2 separate regions of the Mus musculus genome follow, and region 1 is linked to region 2. A link is a contact called in public Hi-C data. All regions are on one chromosome and are shown on one strand. The core of a region is the stretch at or near the end of the contact, and the rest is flanking DNA. Distances in the headings are between cores, read along the strand shown. Region 1 overlaps Atad1 (ATPase family, AAA domain containing 1). Region 2 has its middle 19 kb from the start of Gm36419.

Region 1 (5,851 bases), core at 3,072-5,571, 150 kb before region 2:
GATAGGTTTGAATTCAGAAGCTTTTTTCCCCCCAACTACTGAATCCAAAAGCACCAGATAGTCTGTAGCAAAACTGGGATTTAAGGCAGGATTTGACAGGTCCAGGGAGATTCAGCCATTCCTAGGTGTCACTAGGTGTTTGGGCAGTTTTTTTAAGTTGAACATTTTTCTCTGCGGTTGGTTGAATCAACTACATCTGAATATGCACGTGTCTCAAGTATAGTGGTTGTCAGGAGAATCAGATGACAAACACAGTTTGCTCAGTGATCAGCAGGGATTATTCCACCTCATCCTGCTGTGACACCGAGTAGACTTTTTGAAGTTTTACACTGAATTACATTAAGAAGGATTAAAAACCTTTCAAAAGAATGGGTTTAAGAAACCTCAGTCCTCTTTAATACGTGTACATAATTCTCAGTGTAACAGGTCTGTAACTGTATTAATGTTGTTTGAAAGTTATATGTTCTTTAATTATGTTCAAATTTCATTTGGTCACCCAAACAAAATGATAGTTTATATAAATAGTCACTACTAAATGTGCTAAAAAATACTCACTTTGTAACTTAAATTTAAAATTTTTCTCATTTATAAATGTGTTCAAATAATACACATCAAAATTCTTGTGTTGTATCTGTAGTCACTTGATGCTATGTGAACCACATATAAAACTCTTCTTTTTTCAAACCTCCAGTAGCCAGACTTCTGATTCAGGCACCTTGACATGTGACAGAACTAGAGTACAGTGCCACAGCACAGTCCTAAGGTGCCTCTGAGTCACCAGAGAGATTAAACGACGACGGGTTTTATTATTTGTTTTATTTCTTTGAAAACTAAATTTTCCTATGTTTACTGAGTTAATTTCTCTAGTAATGTGTCTCACAAGAACCTTCTAGACACTTTCTTCCTCCATTTGTGTTTTGGGGTTATAGATTGCGGGAGACTACTTAGGATAACAAAAAGCAAGCTGGGCAAGATTGTAAAGATGATGGGAAATGAATGCTAATACAAGACGCCAAGAAACATATCCTGTTTTTATAATTTACAATAAAAGTCCTTTCCTTTTGATTCTTTTTTCCCCACTTAGTTCTTGATTGTTTTCAGTTGCTTGGATTGCGGATTTTGTTGTTTATAAGATTTGTGTTTGGGCAGTTTTTATATTGCAGTTGACATTTCACATTTTTATAGCAGACATTTTAATATTGATTTATTCTGTTTAAATATGAGTTTTAGTAATTTAATTTTAATGTAATGGCATGTTCAGAAATGATTGATGTGTATATTTCTTTGTGTCTTTTTCATCTTCTATTAAATTCAATAGAATTTATCCAATTACAGCACTGAATTTTTATGGTTCTAACCAGATGAAGAGAAATACACTAATCCCAACAACCATGACTCCTGTAGGCATATTAAGCCATCAAGTCAGAGAAACTATTTCCATATAACTTAGGCAGCTTTTGAGTGTTTGTAATTTCCATTCTGCTTGAGAGAGGCATTTCACATATGTGGTTGGCTGTTAGGTTTTAAAGCGTTTGCTTTGGGTTGTACAGATTGAATCAGGCTTATTTGCTGCTTCGTTTCTGTTCTGATCTATGAGGCAACTGTGGCACCTACTTTTAAGGAGTTGGGACAGTGCGATAGCATGGAGGCACTCAGTAGTGTGCCTTGCAATCACTGCACAAATGTTAGCTATTACGCTACTGACGGCATTCTCTATACTGTATGTAACATGTGTATCTTGTCAGCCCAACTGTGTCTCAGTCTCTAAGCCATTTCTGTCATCTCTAGGCCTACACTCTAGGGACTAAGATGAAAAAGCCATGCGATGGTTCTCTGACTCTCACTGTTGGATGACTTCTGATTGGTTTGATGTCTCCTCCTGTTTTCATGCCTTTTCAAATTGAGATTTTTTAAACTCAGTGTTTGAGTCAGTTTTGACTTTGAGTCAACTTTCACTACCTCTTTCCTGCTGAATCCTACTCCATACCTGCAGTTAAAGCTGGGACTCATTAAGAGCTGGGTTGAAATGATCTAAATATTTTGCTATGGACCATAATAAACCAGGATTATTTAACATCTGTAATTTACGGGTTTGATTCAAGATGACAGTGTCTGGAGGGTCAGCTGCTTGTGTAAGAGTGAGAGGAGCCTCTCATTGGTTGGCTTTATTTCTCTACTGTAATTGGGTTATTTATGGACAGGTTATGGCTTTCTTCTGGATGAAATAAACTGGGTGTTATATAATTACATTTTTAAGCCTCTCTTAAAGTCAGAATGTTAAAAATTGCAAAAAAGGGAGGGTATAGCCTACATGAATAAAATTCCAGCATTGTCTTGGTATCTCAAGTAAAGCTGTACCATCCTCTATGTTTGGGGAAAATTCTGTCCAAAGGGGCCAGAGATAAGATGTAGTAGTTAGGATCATGTGCTATTTGTTCTTGCAGAAGATCTGAGTTTGGTTCCTAGCACCCATGTTGGCCATGTTATACAGTGGTGTATAATTCCATTTCCATGAGACTCTAATGCCTCTGTGAGCACCTGCATTCACATGTACACATACACCTACCTACCCACACACACACACACATACACACACACACACACATACACACACACACACACACACAATTAAAAATAATAAATCACAATTAAAAATAATAAATCTGTTGCAATCATATTTAAGAGGATCTGATCCATATGAAACAATCTAACTGAACCTACTAAAGTAGCTAAGAGTTACCATGTAAATGAAATCAAATCAAGAAAGTCATTTCACAATGTTAATTGAAGACATGCTGGCAAACCTGGTAATTGTTACAACCGTTTATGATAGTAGCCAGTGAGAGTATTACTAAAATTCTGATGGGGTGGTTTTTGTGGTAGTCTTAATATTTACAGTTCTAAACCTTTTTTTTTGTGGAGACTGAAATGATGGCTCAGCAGTTAAGAGCGTGCATGCTGCTCTTCAAAGGACACAAGGTTCATTCCCAGCACCCAGTTCCTTCCCGCACAATTTTCTGACATTCCCATTTCAGAGACTCCAAGGCAAACTCCTGGTGCCTGCAAGCAGCCATACTCACATGATAAACACACATAAATCAAAATTTTGAGACTGGTTTTAGATAGCTTTTGTGCTTTGAACTAAGATGAAGTGAATGTTAGTGCTATGTTGTGGGACACATAAAAAACATGGGTTTGGAAACCATGACAGTTCAGGTGTTTGTTTTTGAGAGAGGGTCTCCCAGGCTGTCCTGAAACTCCTGCATCAGTTTTCCTAGTGCCTGGAGCCTCAATGGCCACCATGATGGCGCAGTTCTAACCAAACACCAAAAAGAATTGATAACGGATATATAAATGTGTAATCAAGACATAATGTAGACCACATTGTTGTTTTGGGTTTTGTTTGTTTGTTTGTTTTGGTTTTTCGAGACAGGGTTTCTCTGTAAAGCCCTGGCTGTCCTGGAGCTCACTTTGTAGACCAGGCTGGCCTCGAACTTAGAAATCTGCCTGCCTCTGCCTCCCGAGTGCTGGGATTAAAGGCGTGCGCCACCACGCCCGGTGGACCACATTGTTTTAAAGATGCATTAGATTTCAGAAATCAGATACTCTACAGATAGCATATGTCATTATGCCTCTTCACAGGCACATCTAGGCCTTAGTCAATCTTAGAAAGACTACCCAACTAGGATTCTGTTGGCAGCAACCAACTGTAGATAATCTAGAAAATAATTTATTTGAAGCAGGTGGGATGCCTGGCCTCAGAGGGGAGCTGAAGGAACCGATCTAAATATTGAGCTCCAAATGGGTTTTATTTTTAGCAAAGATTGCTCAAGGCCTTCTATTATTCCTTCATTGGCCTTCAGGAACTTTGCCTGTTGTTCTGAGAACTCCTTGGGTTATTAAAATAGATGGCATTGAGTATAGGGGTCTGTTGGAGACATTGAGACTAAGAACAAAAGGAGATGGGTAAATTCATTCTAAAAACTTCTGGAGAGAGTGTTGGACAAACTAGAGTGGCAGTTAGCCAGCTGACTGTGAACCACAGGTAACCCAGTGGGTGTGCAGAGAATGAGAAGGGAGCCATTCCTGTGGACAGGCTTCCAAGGGCTGGTGTGTGGGACCCTGCTAAGTTCTTTCGCTTGGAGTGCTATTTACTATGGCCAACTCTGCCTAGGTAAAATAACTTAATGTTTTTATACTAGCTGGCTGATACAAGAGAGCTGTGGAAAGTGAAACAAAACACAGGTTTTTGTTTCCAGTGAGTGCAAGACCTTTCCTCTGACAAGAGTAAAGGGCAGATCGTTGCCTGTTCCAGTCCTAGTTGCACTGGACCTGTGCGGTGTCTTTAACTGAACAAGTTGGCTGGCTTGGCTGAGCCCCTACTCACCCCGATACCAGCTTTTCCATCTTGTTTTTTGGAGCTGGGAGGAGTTTGGGTTCCACCTTCAGATGCTTGTCGCTTTCATTTGTTTTTAATTCTGAAAGGTGGAATCCAGTCATCTTGAGAACATACAAGGCATCTAGACCCTTTCCTGGCATGTTCTTGACAAAATTCAAAGTAGCGGGATTGTAGCCTAGCGGTCTATTTTTGTAGGTGTGTTTGCCCTTGCAGTTTGTCCCAATAAATACACTGTTGTCTTCAATCTCTCCTGAATTACCCTCATCTTTGCAAAATATCCCTGGCAGATAAACACACAGATCCTTCCTCCATTCATACTGGTCTACTCTCTGCACTAATACTGCCAAGGTAAGGCCAAGCTTACCTCTGAATGGCTTACTTCTCTCCAAATGAAGAGGGTTGGCTTGTTTTCTTTTGGGTTGTTTGTTTGTTTGTTTGTTTTTTGTTGTTTTTAAAAATTGTTTTCCCCACTCTGATTTGCTAGCCTCATAATAAAATAGTTTTTTTTTTTACCTCTAGAACCTGGCTAAAATGTTCAAATCTAGCAAGTAGCCCATTTGTTTTTACTAATTTAAGTAAAATAACTTTGGAATGCATATAGTGAACCGTTTGAGTGCCATCTTCGTTTGGTAACTGTTCTGTGCGACCCAGTAAAAGTATTCCCCAAGGAACTATGTTGATGCCAGGGTTGGGAAAGATCAGCATCCCTATACAGACGGTCTCTAACTGCCTATTAGTAGACAATGGACATTTGAGTCATTCAAAAGCTGCATCGTCCCCTTAAACCTTTAGGCACAAGAACAACTAGCTCGTCTGTTAGATTCACTGGTTTCTTGCCTGGAAGGACACCTATGCAGAATATAAATGCTTGCAAGACTCAGATGCCTCATAGAAAAGTGGGAAATGGGGGAGGGGAATGCAAACTTGCTGTTCTTGAGGAACCAAGATTGTTTATTTGCAGGACAGATGGGTTAGAAAGAAATATTGGGGCCTGATAAATACTGATGGCCTTAGTCAGGGTTTCTATTCCTGCACAAACATCATGACCAAGAAGCAAGTTGTGGAGGAAAGGGTTTATTCAGCTTACACTTCCATACTGCTGTTCATCACCAAGGAAGTCAGGACTGGAACTCAAGCAGGTCAGGAAGCAGGAGCTGATGCAGAAGCCATGGAGGGATGTTCCTTACTTGCTGGCTCTCCTGGCTTGCTCAGCCTGCTCTCTTATAAAACCCAAGACTACCAGCCCAGAGATGATCCCACCCACAAGGGGCCTTTCGCCCTTGATCACTAATTGAGAAAATGCCTTACAGTTGTATCTCATGGAGGCATTTCCTCAACTGAAGCTCCTTTCTCTGTGATAACCCCAGCTGTGTCAAGTTGACACATAACACCTGCCAGTACACTGATGTAAGGTCTGACTGATTGATTTATGTATGCTTTTCCAGGATTTGT
Region 2 (5,791 bases), core at 2,999-5,498:
GCCATAGTCCAGAATCTCATGGATTAAAGTCTGAAAGTTGTAACAGAGGACAAGTCAATACATAAAGGCAAATAATTAAACTGAAACCAACCAGTTGGCACATCACAAAAGATATTCAATAATAATGCCTGTTGGGAAAGGGCATCAGTTTTATGAGCCATCAAAGACTGCAAATTCAACTGTCTTGAGAGACCTCCGCAAGAATGGCGGAGAGGAAGCAGTAGCGAATGCAGGGAGTAGAGGAAGCCCCGAGCCTGTGAAGTTCTGAGTGGATGTGTATTGTTGTCATAGAGCTCCGGACCTATGGGGAAATGGCAAAGCCTTCCCTTCTGGTGAGTGTCTGTGTGTGAGCAAGAGTGTGTGTGAATTTGTGAGTGAAGGACCCTAGAGGCTCAGGTCAATGGGGAAGTGGCAAAGCCTTTCCTTCAGGGGTACGTGGTGTGTGCATGCATGTGTGTGTGTAGACAGGTGTGTACAGAAAATGTCCCTCCTGGCTTTCTCTCCCTGAGAGAATTATAGCCTGAGCCCTGCTCCTGTAAAGAGCCTGTTCTTTACCAAGATTAGTTAATCCTGCCCCTTGGTTCAGCTGTCTACACAACCCTTGGCTCTTCAGCTGCCTGTTCTCACCCAGCCTCCTTTCTCAGCTGTATGTGATAACCCTACCTCTCTGTTCAACTCCCACCCAAACCCAGCTTTCTGTTTGTGTGTGTCTGTCCGTCGTATGTCTGTCTTTCCTTCACTCCATCACCACACCCAGTCAGGTCCGTCCTTGGAGCCATGTTAGACACGGCAACCAAATGGTGGTGGAACGGCAGCTAGATGGCACTTTCACAGATTGTTGGTGGCAGTACATAGCAGCTTTGTGTGCTCATGCTAACTGTGTTACCCAAGAAACCCATTTACAGTGTCGCACACATAGGCTACAGGAAGCCTGCCCCCAGTTGGCTCTGATTGTGAAATAAAGCTGCCAACGACCAATGGCTGGGCAGGGAGACAGAAGTGGGACTTTTAGGATTCTCCAGGGCAAGAAACACTGTGAAGGAGAAAGGATTTTCCCCATGAGAGAGGGTGTAAGACCATGCCATGAAGGAGCAGGGGGTAAAATGGCTGAAATGTGGGTGCAAAAGGAAAGTGGCCCCATGGGAGGACTGCCCAGAAGGAAGCAGGGCAACAAAGATACAGATTTAGAAAGGGTTACCTCAGGAATACCAGACTCTACTCGTGTCAAACAGTGGGGTGGTGGTATGGTGATTGCTGCCCCTCACAGAGCTACTGCAACAGGCAGAAGGCATACTCCATTACATGGGGACGAGGAAGGATGGAGATCATTGCCACGAGGCAGTACAGGCAGCTTATGGCAAGTTGGTGGCAGAGCCCTGACGTTTTCATCCATCTCTCTGTTCAAGCCACCTGCTTTATGGAATCAACAGGTTTCAGTAGTGGGACAGTGAGGTCTGGCCTATATAGATGACAGCTGTGTCACTGAGTGAGGACTGAGATGGAGGTCAAACGTAGATATCTTCTTTCTTTGAGAATTCTCCTAAGATTTCGGACATATAAAAAATGGGGCTAAAACCTAATTAACACATACACAGCATGCACATAAAACATATGAGCACACAGCATTTTTAACCTCTGGTATGTAATCTCATGCCAGAGTCACAATTATTGCTCTAACAGGTGGGGTTTTCTTTTTTTTTTAAATAAAATCAATAAACATATGCTGCAACTTGGCTCTATATGGAATTACAGCAAGGTATAGATTGCACCTTATTTTAATAACTTCCAACAGGTGTGAGCTGTGCTGTCTTAGGGTTTCTGCTTCTGCACCATCATCGTGACCAAGATGCAAATTGGGGAGGAAAGGGTTTATTCAGCTTACACTTCCAAATTGCTGTTCATCACCAAAGGAAGTCAGGACTGGAACTCAAGCAGGTCAGAAAGCAGGAGCAGATGCAGAGGCCACAGAGGGATGTTACTCACTGGCTTGCTTCCCCTACCTTGCCCTACTTGCTTTCTTATAGAACCCAAGACTACCAGCTCAGAGATGGTCCCACCCACAAGGGGCCTTTCTCCCTTGATCACTAATTGAGAAAATGCCTTACAGCTGGATCTCATGGAGGCACTTCCTCAACTGAAGCTCCTTTCTCTGTGATAACTCCAACCTGTGTCAAGTTGACACACAAAACCAGCCAGTACATGTGCCTTGCTCTGAAAAACTTCAGATATAATTCTAGGTTATGGTTTAATACAAGAATCAATGAACTTGGACCAGCAAGATGGTTCGGAGAGTAAAGGCACTTGCTTCCATGGCCAACAATGAGCTCCATCCTGGAGACCCACATGTCGGATGGAGAGAACCGATTCCCACAAGTTGTCCTCTGACCTTCACAAGTACACAGCGGCATGCACCTCCTACCCCAACAAATAAATGAGTGTAATTAAGAGAAAAGAATCAAGAGCCTGTCCAACCCCCTGATGAACTAAAAAACAAACAAACAAACAAACAAAAAAACCTTCTAGACTAAGCATGTGGTTCGATCAGCTGGCATGGGAGACAGGAGAAACTGAAGAGGTTGGACATGAGGCTCCCATCCTAAGTTGTTTCTAGCTTCCATTTCTTACAACTTCCTGGTCTCAGCAATTACAGCCAGTGGCCCCAGGGGGCAAAGGGCAGCAGCATCTGGAACACATTTCTATGGCAGGGATGCAGTCAGAGAGTCCAGTAGTTCACAATTAGTCTGCATCATGGAAACAGACTACAAAGCCCCAAATAAACGTGTCCTAATTCCACTGCTAGTCCCGAGGGAGCTGAAGCCAATTTAGATGGAGCCTAAAGTGTTATAGGAAATATAAAATAGCACCACTAACTTCCACCATCTTCTCACTGGCCAGATGGGCCTCATAGCACTAACCGCAGTATCAGGATGAAGTGGAAAACTTAATCTTCCTGTGCTCCAGGGCTTCTCAGGTGTAGGTATGGTCCCCGCCCAGTGCTATTCTATAATATACAGAACCTATTTATAATCTAACACCACGTCTATCGCTGGGTAGGAGAATTTTAGGGTATGCTATAACGTTACATGAGATGATTCCCTTAGGACTGGCTCTTGTACACGTGTTTGAGCGAATGCCAATGAACACAGGTATCCATCTAGGAAAGTGCTTATGACATACATACACAGTAATCAGAGATTTTGGGAGGTGGAAAGAGGTGTCTGAAGCAACGTGGAGGTCTGCTAGACACGCTTTTAGCACTTTTTTTTTTGTAAGAGTGAGACTGCTGTGGAATGTTGTCCTCTGAGCATAGCATGGCCGTTAGCATCTGAATCAGCAGCTTTGAGTACTGGCAGGAAATGGCAGCAAGACTATGCACAGTCATTCATAGGAGGAAGGGAAAGCTTCAGAGACTTACCAGGGAGGCCAGCCACGCCCTACCTCCTAAGCAGCACTTGTTCCCTCATGCAACTGTACACAGCTGCACACTGCTACCTCGGGTGACTAGGCGGTAAACAGTTAGGCAAAGGGGCCTCTATCTTTGCAGTGTTTGAGAGGTCTACACTCGTGCTTGGTTGGGACTTCCAGTGATGCTGGTGTTTTAAGGGTCCTCTGTATTCCATTAGGTAAGCCTGATAAACTCACCGGTTCACAAAGCTAGGCACAGTGGCATACCATATAAAGTATCAAATTCGTATATCTTTGGATTTTATTGTGTTGGAAAGTTTGATTTTTTTTAGTCCTAAAAACCACATGGTATTGGTACACAGAGAGAGACAGGTAGTTCAAGGGAATAGAATTAAAGAGCCACAATTGAACTCACACACCTATGGTCACTTGATCTGTGACAAAGAAGCCAAAACCATCCAGTGAAAAAAAGACAGCATATCAGCCAATGTTGCTGGCTTAAGTGTCAGCCAGTATATGGAAAAATGCAAATTGATACATTCCTTCAGTGCTATCTGGGGTAGGGTCCTATCTGGGGTGAATACACTCCAGGAAACGTTCCCACCACAGAGGCCAACAGCAGTTGGAGCTTGAAAAGGTTTTCCTGATTTTTCTCACCTCCAGCAGGTCGATGTCTGAAGCAAAATTAGAAGCAGGTTGGAGAAGCTCCTGAGTGTGACCCTGGCGACCTCACCCTCTTTATTAGAAAACCTGAAGCCTTGCAACATGGTTAGACAGTGTAGAGTCCACCTACTCCGAGGTCTGTATGCACATCTGGGAGTGTCCTGTGTTGGGCTCAGGACCAGGAAAAAGACAACTGTTTCTATCTTGCCTTTTGAACGCCCTGGCTGATGGAGTCCTTGAACTCTGTAGCATGGTACGGAGATCCAGGGACTTCCCTCGGCCTACAGTATTTGGTTAGATAAGGGCACTGCTATTCTACAGCTAAAATAGATCAGTCAGGAAGGCACCCTCCCTCAGCATGATCTCCAACTATCAACAGCTTCTGGGAGCACGCCTACTCTTCTGCATTCTAAGGAAGGTGAGAGAAAGAAAGATTCCCTCAAGGAAGGGAAGCCAGTGGACAGACCCCAAGGATAAGAAAAGCATTCAGAATCAAACAGGTTTTTCCTAGCTGCCCGTGTCTGGTGACAGATTTCACCAATGTACGCTCAGACAGTCCACAGCTTCTTACACTGTGGGCTGCTACACCATATGGAAGTCACATAATTCAATGTGGGGAGAGAGTTGCAAAAGAAAACAACAACAACAAAACAAAAACAAATCAGCAATAGTAAAAGGTTTCTGAAAGTACAAACAAGATTAATAAACAAATCAAATGTGCAACAAGTCTTGGATGATTCTGGTACTCTTGCCTTTCTTGCCTTTCTGCAGCCCTGGTTCTGAGCACACACAAGGACTGTGTATCATGCGACGCCATCCAACACCAATGGGCACAGCCCGAAACACCTCAGTTCAGACATGAGACATGACGTGCAGTATGAACTGCTCTGTTTTTTTACTGCACATATAAAGTTTTTACTGCACGCTAATATAGTGGGTTAATGGAAAACAGAGTCTTGGAACATTTTTCTATTGCCCATACCATATAAAGTATCAAATTCATATATCTTTGGATTTTATTGTGTTAGAAAGTTTGATTTTTTTTAGTCCTAAAAACCACATGGTATTGGTACACAGAGAGAGACAGGTAGTTCAAGGGAATAGAATTAAAGAGCCACAATTGAACTCACACACCTATAGTCACTTGATATGTGACAAAGAAGCCAAAACCATCCAGTGAAAAAAAGACAGCATATCAGCCAATGTTGCTGGCTTAAGTGTCAGCCAGTATGTGGAAAAATGCAAATTGATCCATTCTAAAAAAAAAAAAAAAAAAAAAAAAAAAAAAGAGAGAGAGAGAGAGAGAGAGAGAGAGAAAGAAAGTAAGTTTGATTTTAAGAATTGCTGTTTCTGAGTTGTTGACCTACATTTCGTAAGAGATAGCTGTGAAGTTTGGCTTGGGATTAGGATAGAAATTCCAACTATTTCTGAAGTTACCTTAAAAATTGCCACTACCATTCTTTGCTATGTATTTATGCAAAGCAGAGTTCTCCGTATAGATTATTCAAAGCACTGATTAACTCTGAGAAATGTTGAAGATGTCCTACATTCTGCAGTATCAAGCATTCGACCATGATTTTAATTAAGTAAAAATAAGCACACACGGGCTGGAGAGATGGCTCAGTGGTTAAGAGCACTGACTGCTCTTCCAGAGGTCCTGAGTTCAATTCCCAGCAAACACATGGTGGCTCAAAAACATCTATAATGAGATTTGCTGCCCTCT

The links. Hi-C and Micro-C count contacts between places; a contact is called where the count stands out from the background.
Region 1: a Hi-C map of liver shows a contact between it and region 2, with 7 times the contacts expected there. A contact is called at or near these places in 18 of 484 Hi-C or Micro-C datasets (the C10 cell line, bone marrow-derived macrophages, cumulus cells and 9 more), 5 of 130 datasets of targeted methods (the HPC-7 cell line, the NIH/3T3 cell line, embryonic stem cells and 2 more) and 2 of 9 other capture datasets (embryonic stem cells and macrophages).

What each region holds. Positions count from the first base shown.
Region 1 is chr19:32,668,036-32,673,886 of GRCm38.p6, reverse strand. Atad1 (ATPase family, AAA domain containing 1) reads left to right here. Exons shown (of 10, transcript NM_026487.3): 10 at 1-1,324. Among named protein-coding and RNA genes, the nearest start is that of Atad1, 41 kb to the left of the region's middle.
Region 2 is chr19:32,521,593-32,527,383 of GRCm38.p6, reverse strand. No RefSeq gene overlaps it. Among named protein-coding and RNA genes, the nearest start is that of Gm36419, 19 kb to the left of the region's middle.